Linked DNA regions of Sus scrofa: region 1 is linked to region 2. Evidence: chromatin contacts called from public Hi-C data. All regions are on one chromosome and are shown on one strand. The core of a region is the stretch at or near the end of the contact, and the rest is flanking DNA. Distances in the headings are between cores, read along the strand shown. Region 1 holds the start of ELAVL1 (ELAV like RNA binding protein 1). Region 2 holds the start of TIMM44 (mitochondrial import inner membrane translocase subunit TIM44).

Region 1 (2,700 bases), core at 136-2,635, 65 kb after region 2:
GGCACAGGTCACACACAATGCTGGGGTTTCCCACATCCTTAATATCTGTACAGCAATATTCTCATCCGTCCTGTTTCATAGATAAGAAAACGAAGGCTCCCACAGCTGAATCTGTTCAACGTTTTGGGAGCCTTCCGTTCCAAGGCATCAGAGATGGGGCTAAGGGAACTTTTAGGGTAATATCATTTAGTCCAGTGGTGGTTCTCACATGTGTAAGCGCGCGCGCGCGCGTGTGTGTGTGTGTGTGTGTGTGTGTGAGATACTTTCAGCAACATCTGAAGATATTTTTGATCTTCACAACTAGGGGACATGGATGCTGCTGGCGTCTCGTGGGTAGAGGCCAGGGATGCTACTCAGCATCCTACCATACACAGAACAGCCCTCCCCCACAAACCAAAAATGATCAGATCCCAAATGTCAGTAGCGCCAAGGTTGAAAACCCTTGAATCCTCCTCCCCATCGTCCCACTTCTGGACATTGGTTCTCAGGATTCCACAGGAATACTTTCAGTAAAGGGGAGGGGGCTCTGTTCCTCCAGGGGCAGGGCCTGCAGAAGTTCTTCCCCACATGCCCTACAAACAGTAGGTATTAGAACCCATTTTAATAAGCCTAGCAGCGGAGGACGCCGGAAAAGGAAGAACATCCATCCTCCATTGTTCAACTGCGTGCAGTTTATGTTTTACACACACACACAATTTTACAAACCCAAACGTCCCACGCCTCAAAAACAGCTTTGTTAGAGATGGCGTCCATAAATATATATTTTTCTTCGACCCTCATACATAGTGAAGGGTTTGCACACTTCTAAAAGGACCTCAGATCGGCCGCGGTCCTCTGACAACGACCACAAAAGAATGTATAGGATTTCCCCGGGGAGCGTGCCCGTGGGCCGTGACCTCTGCGCGCTGAAGGCGCTCACCCGACTCCCTCGTCTCTGGCTTCGCTCTCCCGCCCCCGGATAGCCGGCTTGCAAGACTACCCCGGCCCGGCCGTGGAGCCCGGCCGCCAGGCGCGTGCCCACGCCGCGTCCCCCTCTTTCGGCCCTCGCGGCGGCCAAGGAATCCGGCCCGGGGCCTGTCGCCGGCGCCCACAGCGGCCGGCCCTCGCCAGCTCGCCGAGGCCCGTGCGCGTCCCCTCCCAGCCCCGCGCGGCCTGGGCCTCGGCCGGTGCAGGCCCGCGAGCGCCCGCGGCCCGGCCAGGCGAGCTCAGGCCTGCCGCGGCCTACCCCGTCGAGCGCCGCCGAAGGCCCCCGCCTCACCTGGACGCGGGCGGGATGGCCCGGGGCTGCTCCGGGTCGGGCGGGCGGCGGCGGCGCGGCGCTAACGGCTCCGCTCGGCCTCGGTAGCGGTGGCGGCAGCGGCGGCGACGGCGACGGCGGCGGCGGCTCCTCCTCAGCGCGCACGACCCGCTCCGGCCCGCGGCCCGGACACGCCCCCCCGACGCGCGCACCCATTGGCCAGCGTCCGCCACTGCGCGCTTCTCGTTGGCCGGCGTTGCTGTCGCGGCGCCCCGGGGCGCGCGGCGGAGGCGGGACTTCCGGCTGGCGCCGCCTGAGAAGGGCTCGGCGGCAGGCAGAGACGCGGGTGGCCGGCGATGGCCGCGGAGGGGGCCAGTTGGGGCTTGGCCCACGGCGGCCGACGGAAGGCGGTGACCGAAGAGCCGCGCCCTTTATCGGGGGCATTTTGTGTGTCTCGAGCCTATGTGTCCCACCGCCGCCGCGGCCACCGTTACCACCCTACAAGGTAGGAGCGGTCAGTGCACCAGGACTGTAAAGGCAGGACTCGGGTTCGAATCCTGGCCCCAGCGTTTCCGCACTACGTACCCTTGGGCAGGGGCTGACGTCACCTCGGCGGGCCTCAGTTTCCTTATCTGGTGTAATGAGTAGGCGGGGCATGGGATGCCGTCAGCGTTCCATCAGTGTTGCTTATCAGAGCTAGCAGTTTACCCCGATGCTCAGCCTAACACCCATTCATTAAAATTTAATTGAGTGCCTACTACGTGCCAGTCAATGTGTGCACAGTGAACTAGCCAAAATACCTGCCTCTATTTGGTTGACATTCTAGGCTGGCTCTGTCCAAGAGCGGTATAAGCGTACCACAAATGTTAGCCACATGAGTAATTTAACGTTTCTTATAGCCATGCTAGAGGGGGAAAAATAAAAAGAAACAGGAGATGTTAATTTTAATGATGTGTTTTATTGAACCCAATTTATGTCCAAAAAGCTGTTTCAACATGTAACCAATATAAAAAGTTCTGAGATCTTTTTATGTTTTTTTTTTTTTTTCCTTCTTTACGTGCTTTTGAAATCTGGTGTTTTTTTACACTCACAGCGCTTCTGAAGTTGGACTGGCTACGTTTCAAGGGCTCAACAGCGCAGTTGCCAGTGACTACTGTATGAGACCGTGCAGTGCTAGATGAGGAGGCAGAAAAGAAATCAAGTGGATTCCACACACAGTGGTGAAAAGTGGTAAGAGGAAAAGTAAATTGGACAGAGGGCATAGGTGAGGAATGTGGGGATTTCAGTTTGAAAGAGGACTGTTAGGAAGATTGAGACAATAGGATCTGCAGAAGGACCAGAAAGAGTCAAGAACACTGAAAAAATAATCATAGTGTAGTATAGTGTCATGTTTATCCAACAGAACTTTCTCCCATCATGGGCATGCCTTTTAATCAGCAGTGTCTCATTTAATAATCACCAGC
Region 2 (2,700 bases), core at 186-2,685:
TCTGAAATAGAAGTGGATGGCTGTAGGAGTTCGCCTGTGGCACAGTGGGTTAAGGATCTGGCTTTGTCACTGCAGTGGCTCAGGTCACTGCTGTGGCACAGGTTCGACTCCTGGCCCAGGAACCTCCCCATGCCATAGGCGAGTTCCCGTGGTGGCTCAGCAATAATGAACCCAACTAGTATCCATGAGGATGAAGGTCTGATCCCTGGCCTCACTCAGTGGGTTGAGGATCTGGCATTGCCATGAGCTGCCGTGTAAGTCACAGGTGCAGCTTGGATCTGGCATTGCTATGACTGTGGGGTAGGCTGGCAGCTGCAGCTCCGATTTAACCCCTAGCCTGGGAACTTCCATGTGCCAAGAGTGCAGCCCTTAAAAAAAAAAAAAAAAAAAAAAAAAAAAGTGGATGTCTGTCTAACTTGGGAGAAAAATCTCACAGCAGGACCAAATCTGAGGTTGGTTCTCCTTCAGTCTTGGGCGCAAATCAAAACAGGTGTGAATTCAACCACTAAATGACATATAGCCCAACTGTTAAAAAAAAAAACTCCTCAGTCTTGAGTCAAAAACATAATCTTTCTCCTGACACTCAAGATTCCTATGACATATTTTCCTTTCTCCAGAATCTGGCTTCGGAGCCAGACTGACCTGTTTTGGACCAGGTCAGGCACCCCACTAGCTCTGGGACTAGCTTCATACTTAGGAATTCTGTTTCCTAACCTGTGAAATAGCGACAAGCAGCAGCAGCGTGAGTACTATTTTCTGAATGCACTTTACAGGTCTTCACCACCACCACTTCTGAGAGCCCAGGCTCTTAGCCAGGGCAACAACTACCTTTCGCACTTTCAGAGAGATTAGAAGAGGCGAAGCAGAAAATGTTCTAGGTAGGGGGCCTGGTATATAAAGGTGAGCTGTGATTGTCACGTTTTTTTGCCTTCTCGCCACTTTTTCTCCACTGTGAGCCACGGACACCATTCACTCCTTGGTGCACGTGGAGTCCGGCCAGGAAGTGAGGGGCGATCTGCTCCCTGCCCGGCTCGGTGCACTGCCACCCCCAGCCGGACACGCTCGGCCCCCGCCCTCAAGCCTCGCTCCGGGGACCTCGTTCCGGGGCTCTCGTTCCCGGGTCCCCGCCCCGGCCTCGGCTGACCCAAGGGACCAAACTATGAGCTTCTCGACGAAACCAGGGCAGGGCCTAAAGGGCCAAAGTCCTGGGGAGAAAGAAGCTCTGAAGGTCACGGGTCCGGAGCTTCCCTAGGCCCGTTCCCTGGCTCCGCACGTCTGCTCACCCGCGGGCAGCGGCACCAGCCTCCCCGCAGCGCCGCCGCCGCCATGCTGGAGGATCCCGTATGACCTTCTCGCAGCGCGATCCGATGGCGTCACCCACCGCGTCTGCCTGGTGCGCCCTGAGCCTGGGAAAAGGGGGACCTGAAGGCGGGGTTTATGAGAGGGACAGTCCTGTTATTGGACAGGGCTCCCAAGGGGGGCGGGGCCGTAGAGAGAGCAAGGTCCATGGTAGGGGCGAGGCCTGATGGGGCGGGGAACTTCTAATAGGGAGATCTCTGATAGGGTAGAATTAGGAGGAGCGAGGCCTAAGACTGGATGTGGTCTGGGGGACGAGCACTCCTGTGAGATAGAGACCTATAGTTGGATAAGACTGCAAAGGGGCGGAACCGGAGGGCGTGGATTCTGTTGCGAGCAGCGATTCTCCTACAGACCACGCGGGGATCGCGTGTTTGCGAGGAACCTGTAGACACAGCGACTTGCCCCAGGACCGATTCATTTGGATTCTGACTGACCAAAGGACCAGCTCCATAGCGACTTACTCTGGCTCTCACTGGCTATGACTAGCAGTGATCAACAGACTGGCAAGTGAGTTCCTTCAAGAATGAACCAACTTTTGTACAGCACTTTGGGAAGGCACCTGTTGGTTTTGGTCCAGAAAAGAGAAGCTGAGACCAGACTGGGTGTCACTCCTCCCTCCATCGATTCAGTGTGAAGTGACACACCTGGCCCTGAAGAAGCTCAGGCCTCTGTCATGTCAGCACCCAGAACTATTTTCCATTTCGAGAATGCCGCCACCAAGTGGCGGTACCTTGACAATGGCCGTGCAGTCTGAAGCTAGGGAGGGGCTGTGGGCTGGTACCCTGGGGGGGAGCTAAAGTTTGTTGCCTTTGCCCTATTGAAACTTTTTTCGTTACTCAACTATGGTTAAAGTTTGTTGAACTTGAAAAGGAGGCAACACACTCCCTGGCTTCAGGGTTGGAGAGATCTAAATTCTCTGTCCCTCCGGAGCCCACCTCCAAGTGAGAAGGGATGAGGGCTTCCATTCTGGCTTTGTTTGAAATATCTTTACTCGAAGAGGAGCAAACTTGTTAAATGGTTGGGATATACAGATCTGTTCCCCAAAGGAAAGTCTGTGCTTCAGAGGTGCCCAGGGACAGGAGGTCAGACGGGCACATCAAAGGCCCAAATGGAGAATGAGGAGCCTGTAAAGGAGACTGGGAGGGGATAATCAACAGGTTTAACCCTCTCTCCCCCATTTTTGTAGTAGGCTGGATTTTAAGATATATATGTTGGGAGTTCCTGTCATGGTTCAGCTGTAAGGAACCCCACTAGTATCCATGAGGATGCGCATTCAGTCCCTGGCCCTGCTTAGTGAGTTAGGGATACAGCGTTGCCATGAGCTGTGTTGTAGGTCGTAGA

What was found. A called contact is a pair of places that touch in the nucleus more often than the background predicts.
Region 1: a Hi-C map of skeletal muscle shows a contact between it and region 2, with 6 times the contacts expected there. The contact joins the promoter of ELAVL1 here to the promoter of TIMM44 in region 2. A contact is called at or near these places in 1 of 5 promoter capture datasets (liver), 7 of 47 Hi-C or Micro-C datasets (alveolar macrophages, embryonic fibroblasts, heart right ventricle and 3 more) and 2 of 2 datasets of contacts at active chromatin or transcription factors (alveolar macrophages and skeletal muscle).

The regions. Positions count from the first base shown.
Region 1 is chr2:71,205,826-71,208,525 of Sscrofa11.1, reverse strand. ELAVL1 (ELAV like RNA binding protein 1) reads right to left here and starts at 1,385. Exons shown (of 6, transcript NM_001195334.1): 1 at 1,259-1,385. It also overlaps a transcript of CCL25 not described here.
Region 2 is chr2:71,270,513-71,273,212 of Sscrofa11.1, reverse strand. It overlaps TIMM44 (mitochondrial import inner membrane translocase subunit TIM44), which reads right to left and starts at 1,435. Exons shown (of 13, transcript XM_003123200.5): 1 at 1,284-1,435. The coding sequence starts at 1,328.